3 separate regions of the Oryctolagus cuniculus genome follow, and all the other regions are linked to region 1. Evidence: chromatin contacts called from public Hi-C data. All regions are on one chromosome and are shown on one strand. Each heading gives the region's core, a stretch centred on a gene start, on an enhancer-like site or on the middle of the called end of the contact. The rest is flanking DNA. Distances are from core to core; before and after follow the strand shown. Region 1 overlaps AKAP6 (A-kinase anchoring protein 6). Region 2 overlaps NUBPL (NUBP iron-sulfur cluster assembly factor, mitochondrial). Region 3 overlaps AKAP6 (A-kinase anchoring protein 6).

Region 1 (4,437 bases), core at 1,202-3,701:
TTAAAGGCGACTTAAGTATAAATGATACTTACCAGATAAAAAAAGATTTGATCAAAGAAGTAGATCTTAAGTCTAACAGGGAACAAAGGGAGTATAGAGAAGGCAGAGGGCTGCTTCCTTCCTTCATTTTGTCCCTCTAACAATTATTTGAGTTGCTCTTCAGTAATGGCTTTTGTTCTGTGTGCTAGGGGTGTAGATATGGATAAAGCAGGGTTCCTCCCCTCATGGAGCTTTCATGCTTTATGACTGCAAGGATGTGATTTGAGGACACAGAAAATACCCAGTACTCAAAGTTGTGTCCTCTCTGACCAATTTCTGAAATTTCTGAAGGCAGACCCCTTGCGCATTAAAGGTCTGCTTTCTGAGACCGGTACCATCAACGGAGTGCCTCTGCACACATTCTGGAGTTCCTCTGCACACATGCTGTCTAGCCAAAATGACAAGACTGAGAGGGATAGAAGGACTGGGGGGTGGAGTGACAACCCGAGGACTGGCAAGCTGTGGCCTTGTGGAGTCTGTCTCAGGGCCAAGATTTCCTCATCTAGACAAACAGCTGTACTAATTCTTGTTAGGTCCCTTCTAGCTCTAACCTTCTGCTTTGTGTGGCAGACAGCATTTAAGGAGGCACAGAGCATGGAGGTGTTACCGGAGAAATTGCAGGGTTCTTGTCTTCGCGCAAGAAAGAATTCAGGCGTGAGACAGAGTAGTGGAAAGTAAAAGTAGCAAAGTTTATTAGGGAAGGGACATCCGTAAGAACGGATGGGCACCTCTCCAGACAGGACCTGGGAGAGAGTGCAGTTGCTCGGACTGGGGGGCGGGGTGGGGGGAGGAGCAAGGTTACATGGTTGAGTGGAGAGATTACACCTGGCCAGACCAGGCAGGCAGCTCAGCAGAGAGGCAGAGGGCTGAGCGCGCAGTCCAGTTGAGGCTGGGGGTTTTTAAGGAGATGGTCTTGCTTCCCCACCTCTGCTCCTCTTGGAACAAAGGGCTTTTTGGATGTAAATAGAAAAATTTCTGAGTTTTCCCCTGAAGGTATCAGACAAGAGGAAGGCTAGCTGGCGCCATCCTGAGTTTAGAGGAAGGGTGAGCAAGACCCCCTGGAGAATGGGGATCTGGAGCAGGGTGTTTGAAATGCAGATACTGGGCTGCATCTGGGAGATTGTGGAAGATTTGTCAGGCAGAAGGGGCGGGGACCTCCACCTGGCAGGTTATCAGGTAGAAGGGGGCAGGGCAGGATGCGAATACCGGGCTGCCCCTGAAACATTGTCAGCAGATGCATATGCTGGACATAGATGTCTTCTCTTTAGGCCTTTATGTCGCATACACATAAGCTCCTAACTGACTTCCTACCTAACAGAGGCACCACTGGGAAATCTGGATAATTGTTTAGGGCTGGGGTGGGACCAGCTTGGATGCTAAATAAAAGAGAATATAGAAAAGGAATAGGATTTGACAATTAAACTTAGCCTGTTTAAAAAATGTTTCTAGGGTATTGATTCCCAGGTTCAATTTCTGACTAGAAATTGCCTTGGAAGGAAGGGTGGTGGTATCAATATTGTGGTCTTGGATTTTTTTTTTTTTTTTAAGAAAGCCCAATTGGTTTTACTTTTATAGGTCAAATTAGTTTTCAAAATTGCCTCCCAGTTCACAATAATTAGGCCTGACCCTCAAGCTGCCGCTGCTGCTTGAAAAGCTCTATGGTGTGGATTTTTGAATGTTTCACCCTAAACTTTCCTATTTAAGGTGGACACAGGGTACTGCCGACCCATATTACCCATATTCTTCGGATCCTAGAGAGCACGAGGCCTACTTCCTGTTGTACCTGAAATATTCAATTAAGAGTATATTTTAGGAAATACTTTGAGTTTGAAGCATGATTTTGCTTTTGAGAGAACATGCTCCAATAGAGAGACACCCAGCTGGTATTCTTGGCTGTTTTCCTGACCCACTGTGTAACTTTGGATACCACATGACTTCTCCTTGGAAAGACACATGTAAAATCCCTGAGCTCCTTAGAGAAGACACTTCATAACTGTACCCTCAAAGGTCGGTGTGATGGAGACTAGTGAAAGCTTTGACTGGGTTTAAACATTGCAGGTGTTTTTTGCCAGGTTCTGCAGCAGCTAGAAGTTATTGATCCTCCTCCTGGCAGTTTTCTGGCCAGGCTTTCTTTACTTTGTGGCCTTTTTCTTTGCAGAGTTTCCAGGACTCTGTGAAAACTCAAGTACTGTGTAAACAGGCTTGCAGGGTGGAATGTGGGCGGGGTTTTTTATTTGCAAATTTCTTCCCACACAAGGCTGGCTTTTAAAGAAATAACACCAAGGACCAACAGAAAGGCAGAAAATTAGGGTGGCTTTGCGACTTTCTATGTGTGTGCTCTGCCACCTACTGGAAAAGGATCACCAAGCTTGGAAAGCTGACTGGCAGAGCTGAGGAGGGTGTGCAGCCTCGGCCCTTCGTCTCTCTCTGAGGGCCAGGCAGGGTACACAAAGATCGTGAAACGCCACGCTCTGCCTGGTGTTTTGTTTGGTTGTGTTTTTGTTGGGTCTCCTTAACTGGCGGCAGGGATTAGGCCACCCACCTCAGGGCTGGGCTGCTTTGGGATCCTGCCTCACATCATCATCTGGCCTCATTCCTCTGGAGACCCAGTATTTTAACTGGGACTGCCCTGAAGTATTTTTCACTGGTTTAAAGTGGAAACAAACAAAACAAAACATTAAATCCAAAATAGGGAGCACAAAGACTGCCTTCAGGCCAACTGGCCATTCAGGAAAAGGAATGCCCCCCCCCCCCCCCCCCCCGCCTTTTTCCCTGAAATGATAGTGTTCAAATGCCCTTTTACAAAATGGTGCAGATAGATGAAACTTACCATTACAATCATAGATTTACTTGGCAAAATAAAATGTTCGTGTGGTAGACATGTGACAAAGTGCTTAAGTCACCCCTTGGTGACACATCCCATATTGCAGTGCCTGGTTCAAGTCTTGGCTGCTCTGCTTCTGATCCAGCTTCCTGCAGTGGTGGGTGCCCTGCGAGGCAGCAGATGATGGCTCAAGGACTTGGGTCCCTGCCAACCCATGTGGGAGACCTAGATGGAGTTCCTGCCTCCTGGCTGTTGTGGGCATTTGGTGAGTGAACTAGCAGATGGGAGATCTCGCTTCATCTGTTTCTGTCTCTCTGTTTCTGTCTCTCTATTGCCCTTCCAAATAGAATGAAAAATAAGCAAAAATTTTGAAAAAGTATCCTAATTCTTTTAACATATTTTCCTGTCGTGAAATCCCAAAGTCTGGGCAAATGCAGTTTGCTCCTCCTGTGGCCTCACCTTTCCCTTCATGTGACAACTTGAGTGGAAAAGTGGGGTCAACAATCCTCGATTGTAACTTCCATATTTTCCCTGGCAAATTCTCCGTGGATTTTTCTGTGCTGTGACCCACATAGAAACACAAAAATAAGAATGTCATAGAATGAGGATAATGTTTCTTCACTAACTGGGTCGTTGCTTTATAGATGAATTTTGGTCTGTAGTAAATGCTTGGCCTGGTTTTGTACCCTTTTGGATCATTTTCTTCCTCTGGACTTCTCCATGGAATGTGACCTTCCTGGCTGGATTTGGATGTGGAACTCCCAGGGGAAGGCTTAGATTTTTTTTTTTTTTTGGCAGGCAGACTTTCAAGGCAACTGGGACAGGATGAGGAGGCCCAGATTCCCTGTTTCTTGAAATTTCTCATAGGCGTACGATACTTTTGAAAGATTTTTAAACCAGAGCATGACATTTTCATATATGTGATTAGCTAAAAAAAAATCTCACAACTGACATAATGAAACTCATTTGTTTATTACAGAGTATAATTATGGAAGAGTGTTTTTTTCAAATGTTTTAAAGCCATAATTTAAACAACATTTATGAAGATTAGAAGGAAAAATTGGAGTGACTTTGAGACAGGTTTAATGAAAATTGTCATTATGAAAAACTTGGAATCAAATTTATTTTGGAGAAGGAAATTAGTTAATAAGGACAGATAGTTGAGATCTTTAGGTGGGAACTGAGAAAATTAGTTTGTACTGAAGCCAGTACTCATGGCATCTTCATTAGAAATAGATGTTAGCAAAAACTAAACTTTTAAAATGTTTGTCAATAACAATTGCTTTGAGTGAACAGAGATTCGTGATTGCAGAATGTTTGTTTCTTATGGACACACACAGAGTTTGTGACCTAGCAGCTATGTGAAAAAGGTAGAAGAATCTCTTCTAGTTAATTTTCATGGGCCAGATTGCTAGAAATGTGTCCAAGAAGTGATTTCATGAAACTTTTAGAACTTGGCCAAAAACTCTGGCAGATCGTATCATCTGGTAAATATTTAAGACTTTGTGTATATTATTTTCAAGGAAAGGCAATAAACTGTAGACAGTTTTTTTTTCTTCCAGCAAAAATAAAAT
Region 2 (4,437 bases), core at 1,001-3,500, 350 kb before region 1:
AATAAATTTGCCTAGGGTTAGCCCAACAGAAGAAAATATATTCAGGACTCATGACAAGCCTTTATTAGCTGGAGTCATTCACTATATTAATTGGCTATCATTTGTTGTAAGACTCTGTTCATATTACCCTATGTTATCCATTGGAATCTCTTACTTTACTTTTTGGAATACTACATATGAATTTGAAGGGCTATTTTAATTCAGACAACTATATCAGGTAAATTAGAATAAACTAAAGTGTTATTCTCTTCAATTAAACATCAATCAAGAATGTAATTGCACTCTCTTTGCCCCATCTACTGCAAGAATGAAGACCATTCTCAGCCATCAGACTGGACATTCCAGACAATGTCGCCATCATTCTGAAGGAACACCGAGTTATTGTGAAGGGTCCCAGAGGAACCCTGCAGAGGCACTGCAGTCACATCAGTGGAGAACTCAGCCTCCTTGGGAAGAAAATGAAGAGGCTCCAGCTGACAAATGGTGGGGAGATGGAAAGGAACTGGCGACTGTGCACTGTTTATGGTAATGGACAGAATATGATCAAGGGGTTACACTGCACTTCCATTACAAGATGAGGTCTGTGTATGCTCACTTGCCCCTCAGCGTGGTTGTTCGGGAGAATGGGTATCTTGTTGAAATCTGAAATTTCCTGGGTGAGTTTATCTGAAGGGTTTGGATGAGGCCAGATGTTGCTTGTTCAGTATCTCAAGCCTAGAGAGGTGGATTCATCCTGGAAGGAAATGCCATTGAACTTGTTTCAAAGTCAGCTGCTTTGATTCTGCAGGCAACAAGAGTTAAAAATAAGGATATCAGAGAAATTTTGGATGCTATCTATGTTTCTGAAAAAGGAGTAGTTCAGCAGACTGAGGAACAGGATCTAAAAGTTGTCCAGCCCCAGAAATAAGAACCTGGATTATAAGTCTAACTTGTGGTATTTTAATAATGCAATAAAAGAGCTCTTGATTTAAGTCTTCCAAAAAACATATAATTTTGATTTATCTCTTATTTATTTACTGTTACACTCCTCTGAAAGATTTATTTTATAGCTTTAAAGAAATATTTACTTTCTCCAGTTCCATTGCTCTTTTGAATCTGGTTTTCGTAAGAGGGGCTGGAGAGGTTGGCATCTGGGAGAAATGAGGAGTTTGCCTCTTCGTTCCTTCCCCCTCCCCCCTTCACCATGGAGAGTAGTGGAGAGGAAGTGTGGAGTGCTTGAAGTGATTACATTTGCTGGGCCATCTGGTCATCAGGAAAAGGCTGTGTTTTCAATTTCACAGTGAATAAGAAATTTATTAAAGAAGGCGAGCACTTAGTTTAAGGAAGAAAGGAATCATACTTTATTTCTGTCAGCAGAAGCTTCGGTTTGCTTAATTATAAGAAGGGAGGTCATCTGTGGAAGACCGACTGTGGGTGGAACCTTGACAGGATCGCTAGAGAACTTGGGGGCATTGGTTACAATAGACAAAACATGCAAGGGTGGCCACCTACAATGGAATCGCTCCAGTTCCCTAATGTCTGTCTTCTTCCCCATGCAGTTTTTATGGAGGAAAGAAAAAATGATGCATATTTCTCAGGGCAAGGAAAGAAATCAGAGTTTCTGCTTCCCTAAAGTTTTCTACCAGAGTTTCTGATCCAGCTATCAGTTGGAAAGCCATGAGTCAAGAGTTATTGATTAGTATCCATCCACTTACCTACTTATTGAATTACCTCATGCTTTCAATGTTAAAAACCAGGCTCATATTTTATTTACCACTTTTAAAATAAAGCACCAAGTTTAAGAGAAGTTCTAGGGAGAAAATCAAGAATAGTACAATCAATGCAAAAAGAATGAATCTGCACTTATCATTGAAATTAGGAGTCTGGCAGTGAGTTGGCAGCAGACAAGGGTACCTGAATAATGAAGTCCCTAGAGGTGAGGCCACCCATTGCCCCTTGCTGTGGGCTCATCATCATCTTTGCAAGAAATTAATAGTCTCTGTTGCTACTTGAATTGAACCTCAAAAGCTCAAATCCTAGGATGTGATTTGGTTGGAGCAGCCTGAGACTTTTACAAGGATTTGTAGTGTGGTTTACAGAAAGGTGCAGTTTGCTTCATTCAAAGTACAACTAGTCACTGAGTCCAAGAAGAGCCAAAGTTTTCCTGGCCCTTTAAGAGACTGTTGCCCAGATGGCCTTTGGAATAGCAGGACTGCTTGTCACAGTGAGAATTCTTTCTGGCTTCATTGGCAGCTTTCAGTATGGAGAGAGGGGTGGGGCCAGGAGCACGCTGCCAGGCTAGAAGAATGGAATGTGCAAAGGCTGGAAGGCGGAGAGTTCAGTCTGCTTCCAGATCACAGATCACAGAGTGATTAAGCTGGGTGGGGTTGGGGCTGAGCGGAGTTGAGCCGGGAAGGAGCAAAGGGCCAGGTCAAGAAGAGCCTTTGTGCAACGTGAACAAGTTGAACATTAGCTCTGGACAACGTTGAAGAATGTCAGCAGGCAACCCTCACTGTCCACCAGCGTCCTGGCTCGTAGTGGCCTCTGCGCATCCCAGGCCCCGTGCTCAGGCCGGAGGCACTGCCTCATTGTGCACGTGGATGGCCCAGCCAGCATCCAAGCCTCAACGTGTTCTCTAGTTTTCCACCTTCTCTGCTTTCACGCCCCGACTTTGTTCTCGTTCAGATCCACTGTGTATTTGAAATCTGAAACTCTTCTCACTCTGAATGTAGTACCTTATGCCCTGCCTGTCCCCACATTCCATGAGCTGCACTGTACTTGCTCCCTCAAGACTCTGGTGCTTCCACCCGGTCCTTCCCTTCCTGCCTTACTGTCTGTATTAGCGTTCTTGGGAGAAGCAGAATGAATCGGGTGTGTGTCTATATAAAGAGAGGTTTCTTTTAAGGAATTGGCCCACAGGAGTATGGAGTCTGGCAAGTCTGAAGTCTGCAGGGCAGCATCTGCAGAGAGGGCCTGATGTGGTTCAAGTACAAAGGCCATCTGTTGGCAAAATTCTTTCTAGCTTGGGGGAGGTCAGCCTTGTGTTCTATTCAGGCCTTCAGCTGATTGGATGAGGGCCACTCACATTTGGGGTGGGGGGAACTGCTTTATTCAGAGCCCACTGATTTAAATTCATCTCATCCAAAACCACCCTCACAGAAATATCCAGAATTATATTTGACCAAATATCTGGGCACCATAGCCCAGCCAAGATGACACCCAAAATTCGCCATCACACCTTCTCTTTTCCTACCTCGTCCTGCACAGGGAATTGCTGCGTTTGCTTCTCCCGCCCTCCCTCACCTCACTGTGTAACCACTACAAGCGCTTTGTTAATGCCAAAGCTTGCATCACTCCTGCTATCTGTCTCCTCTTCTCTTGAGGCTTCTCAACACTGGAGAAAAGTCCAAGATCATGGTGCGTACCAGATGTGTGGTCTCCATCTTCAGCAGAGTCCACAGGGCTGCTGGGAAGCGCTTGTGTGTCCCCAGTCAACTCCCTCTCCATTTCCACAAAGGCTATTTCGGGCCCTTACCCTTACCCATCGTCTGTTCTTTTTGCTTTAGCAACCTCTCAGCTGAAAATGAAACCCACATGGTGTGGAGGGAAGGGTGCACACCAGGCTGTACAATCCTCAAGAGGCCACAATGGCTACACATATTCCACAGGCACTGGAGACTCAACATGGCCACAGCCACCCAGCATCTTCCTCCTACAACCCCTGCTCCTCTTTCCACTGCCACTTCTCTGTGGCTGGTACCACTCTCCCAGCCACATCCACACATTGTGTTCTACCATTTCTAAATCTTATTTAGGTTCCTCAGCCTGAGTATCTGTGGCTCAGCAGAGTGGACAGTGAGAGAGAGATACAGAGAGAAAGGTCTTCCTTTTTGCCATTGGTTCACCCTCCAATGGCTGCCACGGCCGGTGCACTGCGGCCGGCACACCGCGCTGATCCGATGGCAGGAGCCAGGTGCTTCTCCTGGTCTCCCATGGGGTGCAGGGCCCAAGCACTTGGGCCATCCTCCACTGCACTCCTTGGCCACAGCAGAGAGCTGGCCTGGAAGAGGGGCAACCGGGACAGAATCCGGCAGAATCCGGCGCCCCGACCAGGACTAGAACCCGGTGTGCCGGCACCGCAAGGCGGAGGATTAGCCTAGTGAGCCACGGCGCCGGCCTGTCTCTTTAAAGGGCAAAAACCATTACCTCCTGACTCTCCCCACTCACTCCCTGGTTGTCTATTCTGTCTTTGAACTTGCTTCCTGTTATATATTAATGTTAGCCGTCGCAAAACACACCGAACACCAGAGTAAGGGAAAGGATTTATTGGGGAACACCCAACAGACCGGAGTGAAGGGGCGGCGAAGGGAAAGAGAGAAAGTGTAAGAGAGAGAAACAGAGAGGAGAGGAGCTAGCAAGGAGTGAAGAGAGATGAGAGGAGCCGGGAGAGAGAGCCAA
Region 3 (4,437 bases), core at 1,192-3,691, 300 kb after region 1:
GCACAGACTAAAATTCAGAGGTGGGAACGGGAGCGACATGGCTGCGGCCACAAAGAGCCCTCCTGACCAGAGGTCTCGATCGGAGGGCAGTGAAAGTGTCCGTGCCTGTAACAGACGTGATGGCTGCCAGGTCCTGAAGGCCACAGCATGACCTTTAGATTTTACACAACGGACATCTGTAGCAACGTAATATATCACACTCCTTGATCTGTCATTTTGTGCTGGGCTTGGCACTAAGTATCTAACATGCCTTATTCTACTTCTATTCTAGACGGTAGGCATTTTTTTTTTCATATGCAGACACTAAGGTAGAACACAACTTGGAAACTTGCCGAAGTCCTCTCAGCTGGTGGATGTGGTCAGGATGAGAATGCAGAGCCGGCACACCCAGGCCAGGCCATGTCCTCCCATAGCCTCTCTGGAAGAATCAGTAGCCAGCAACAGGAAGGATATTCTCGGCAGTGTGGTGGGGACCAAGGTGATGATGGCAGCCAGTCTCAGGGACTGTTCTGATGTGAACCAGGCAAGGGGGTGATGTCAGGGAAGTAAACAAGATCCAGAAAACCATTTTCAGCCTTTGGCTCATTATTAAAGTCTGGCGTAGCCCACAGCTGTCGATGCCATTCTAGGCCTATGTCTTTTCTTGTAAAGGGATGTTTTAACCAGATCAAGGCTACAATACTGACTTCAGTGGTGGCATGCCTTGACTCCATAATTCTGCCCAAATGAAGCCAGGTGGTGAGCATCTGGGGCTTGCAACGAGCGCTCTTCTGACCCAGAGGTCTTGATCAGAGGGCAGTAAAGTTTTCCATGCCTTTAATACACCTGGTTGCTGCAAGATCCTGAAGGCCACAACAAGGCGATTATAGAGTTCTTTTTTTTAAAAAGATTTATTTATTTATTTGAAAGTCAGAGTTACACAGAGTGAGGAGGAGAGAGGTCCTCCATCCTCTGGTTCACTCCCCAGTTGGCCGCAATGGCTGGAGATGCACCGATCAGAAGCCAGGAGCTGCTTCCGGGTCTCCCATGTGGGTGCAGGGGCACAAGGACTTGGGTCATCTTTTACTGCTTTCCCAGGCCACAGCAGAGAGCTGAATCGGAAGTGCAGCTGCCAGGTCTCGAACCAGAGCCCATATGGGATGCCGGCGTCCCAGGCCAGGGCGTTAACCCGCTGTGCCACAGCTCCGGCCCCAATTATAGAGTTCTAATCAAAGGTATCATTTTGGTGGGTAGCTGGTTTTAGGTGAAAGTGGAGCAGATCATCTTTTTGAAATGTTGAATATATGGTAAAGCTCTTAAGAGGAAGTTTCTTATAGGAATTTGGAAGTAATTTACCGGAGCTGGGGGTGTGAGGAGGAAGCCGACGAGAGACTAAATCCTTCCTGCAGCCCAGTCTCCTTTCGTGACTTTAGGTGATGGCAGCTGCCAACCTGCAGATGAATTGACCTTGGATGTCAAAGCATAACTTCTCCCCCCCACCCCCACCATAAACCATTCCAGATAACCTGTTCCACCTGCAAAATATGGGAGACAGTGTGACTTAGAATCTTCCTTGTGGTAGGCATATGCTGTGTACTTTCCACAGCAGCTAGGAGTTTATTTAAAACCCTGCAACAGCTGACCTTGCAGACAGAGGTCCTACACGGACCGGTCCCCTGGTTTCTTCCTTCACCTCATTTCCAATTGTTCTTCCCTGTACCCGCTTCGCTCTGTTCCCACTGGCCTCTTTGCTGTTCCTAGAACATGCTGGGCTTGTTCTTGCCTTTAGGATCTTTGTCACTCTTCTCTACCTACATATTATCCGTCAGATGCCCTAATTCCTAAGTCCAAGTATGATGTCAGAGCTGAGTTGGTTTTCTCCTCGAGGTGTATGAAATGCAGAGGTAGACAAGAATCACACTGCAGATAAGATCCATCTATAAAGCCCACAAGCCATGGCATGGTTTCTTCATCATGACCGGAGTAGAAATGAACTGCTTGGCAAATAGTCACTTGTCCAAGGTGGGAAATGAGTGATGCCCGGCTGACAGCCGTGGGAATCCCACAGAGGCTGGAAGGATGCAGGGGGCTGCCATGTCAATAAAGCATTTCAGGGAATCTCTCCTGTGGGAGATTGGTCAAGGTCGACCTGCTCTCATTAACTTCTGACAAGTTGTTCTGATAAGTGTCACCCACTGAGTGTGACTCTGGTTCTCAGTAGATGGATGCATGGCATTGCTGAGCTTGTTTCTCTACAGCCTCAGAAATTAAGGTTCTGCAGGGTCCCATGATGCCATCTCAGCTATCGTTCAGTGACTCGGCTGCTGGTATATTTTGTCCTGGACACTTCTGTAACCCAATTTTAAAAACTTCCTTGGTGCCACTGAGAATGTACTTGCACATGAGTTATTTTGGATTCAGTGCAGCCCATGCTTAGCCAAGGCTTGGTCTTTGAAACTAGACCGTGTACAATTTCAGTTGTTTATTCCCCGTTGCATGGTAGCAGCTCAAAGGCAGCCACTACAGATGAAGGTGAGAAGTGGTAGTGCCAGTGTGATGTGAATGCAGAAAAGGTTTTTCCTTGGATTAACTTGACACAGATTTTAGCATTTCTTCTTTCAGAGGTCAAATGATTGCAGACAACACCTGCTCTATACTGCAACCTTCATTTTTATTGCTTCACTGGCACCTCCCTCATGGTGGTGGTCGTTAAAGAAACACCATATTATCCTGAGTTTTTTTTTTTTAAGACTTATTTACAGAGAGACAAAGAAATAGAAAGGTCTTTAAACAGCCAGGGTGGGCCCAGGTCAAAGTCAGGAACCAGCAGGAACCAGGTACTCCATCAGGGTCTCCCCACGTGGGTGGCAGGGCTCCAAATACTTAAGCCATTCTCCACTGCTTTCCCAGGCACATTTGCAGGGAGCTGGATGGGAAGGGGAGAAGGCAGGACTCAAATATGCACTCTAAGTTCGGGAAGCTGGTGTTGCAGTTGGTGGCTTAACCTGCAGCACGATGCCAGCCCCATATTTTCATTGCTTTTCCTTTTGTTTCCTTTCTTTATTGTGGTAAAAGACACATGACATATAATTTACTGTTTTAATCATTTTGAGCATACATTTTAGTAGTTACATATATTTGCAATGTTGTAAAACAGATTTCTAGAATTTTTCATTTTGCTAATCTGAAATTCCGTACCCAATAAAAAACAACCACAGTTCTACTTTTCTGTCTCTAGGATTTTAAGTACCTCATGTAAGGGGAATCATACAGTGTCTTTCTTTTTATAACTGGGTTTGCTCACCTAGTATAATGTCCTCAAGTTTCATCCATGTTATAACATGTGAAAGAATTTCCTTCCTTTTTAAGGCTGAATGATATTCCATTGTATGTATAAATCTCATTTGGTTCATCCATTCATCTGTTGATGGGCTTGTGGGTTGCCTCTACTGCTTGCCTGTTGTGAATAGTACTATTATGAAAAAGGGAGTGCAGATATATTTTTTATTAAAATTTTATTTATTTGAGAGATAGAGTTATAGACAGTGAGAAGGAAAGACAGAAAGGTCTTCCATCTGTCAGTTCACTCCCCAAATGGCTGCAATGGCTGGAACTGCACCAATCTGAAGCCAGGAGCTTCTTCCAGGTCTTTTTCACAGGTGCAGGAGCCCAAGTGTCTGGGCCATCTTCCACTACTTTACCAGGCCATAGCAGATAGCTGGATCAGAAGAGGAACAGCTGGGACTAGAACTGGAGTCCCTATGGGATGCCAGCACCGCAGGCAGAGGATTAACCTACTGAGTCACAGCACTGGCCCCCAGATGTCTTTTGAGGTCTGGCTTTTTAATTTATTTGGGTATAGACCTGGAAGAGGGATTGCTGGGTTGTATGATAGTCCTAGTTTTAATGTTTTGAGGAATCTCTGTTCTGTTTCTCCCCAAGAGTGCACAGTTTAAGGCCGGCACTGTGGCTCACTAGGCTAATCCTCCACCTGCGGCGCTGGCACACCAGGTTCTAGTCCCTGTCAGGGCGCCAGATTCTGTCCCGGTTGCCCCTCTTCCAGGCCAGCTCCCTGCTGTGGCCAGGGAGTGCAGTGGAGGATGGCCCAAGTCCTTGGGCCCTGCACCCACATAGGAGACCAGGAGAAGCACCTGGCTCCTGGCTTCCAATCAGCACGGTGCCTGATCCAAAGCCATTGGAGGGTAAACCAACGGCAAAGGAAGACCTTTCTGTCTCTCTCTCTCACTGTCCACTCTGCCTGTCAAAATTAAAAAAAAAAAAAAAAGAGTGCATAGTTTAAATTTCTCTGCATCCTTGCCAGTATTTATTACTTTCTATGTTTTTGGTTGTAGATACCCTAATGGGTGTGGGATGATATCTCATTGTGGTTTAGATTTGCATTTCCCCAGGGATTAGGGATATTGAGCACATTTTCATGTGCTTGGCCTCTTTGAAGAA

The links. Hi-C and Micro-C count contacts between places; a contact is called where the count stands out from the background.
Region 2: a Hi-C map of an unstated tissue shows a contact between it and region 1, with 4 times the contacts expected there. The contact joins two enhancer-like sites. A contact is called at or near these places in 2 of 6 Hi-C or Micro-C datasets (psoas muscle and an unstated tissue).
Region 3: a Hi-C map of embryonic fibroblasts shows a contact between it and region 1, with 4 times the contacts expected there. The contact joins two enhancer-like sites. A contact is called at or near these places in 2 of 6 Hi-C or Micro-C datasets (embryonic fibroblasts and skin fibroblasts).

What each region holds. Positions count from the first base shown.
Region 1 is chr12:43,229,780-43,234,216 of mOryCun1.1, reverse strand. The region is part of intron 1 of AKAP6 (A-kinase anchoring protein 6); the gene reads left to right. Among named protein-coding and RNA genes, the nearest start is that of AKAP6, 42 kb to the left of the region's middle. Within about 2 kb of position 2,451, at least 1 of the 8 cell types and tissues checked has an H3K27ac peak or open chromatin away from gene starts, as enhancers often do.
Region 2 is chr12:43,582,329-43,586,765 of mOryCun1.1, reverse strand. It overlaps NUBPL (NUBP iron-sulfur cluster assembly factor, mitochondrial), which reads left to right. Exons shown (of 12, transcript XR_011380771.1): 12 at 307-525. It also overlaps the pseudogene LOC127483811. Among named protein-coding and RNA genes, the nearest start is that of ARHGAP5, 180 kb to the right of the region's middle. Within about 2 kb of position 2,250, at least 5 of the 8 cell types and tissues checked have an H3K27ac peak or open chromatin away from gene starts, as enhancers often do.
Region 3 is chr12:42,933,520-42,937,956 of mOryCun1.1, reverse strand. The region is part of intron 5 of AKAP6 (A-kinase anchoring protein 6); the gene reads left to right. Among named protein-coding and RNA genes, the nearest start is that of AKAP6, 340 kb to the left of the region's middle. Within about 2 kb of position 2,441, at least 1 of the 8 cell types and tissues checked has an H3K27ac peak or open chromatin away from gene starts, as enhancers often do.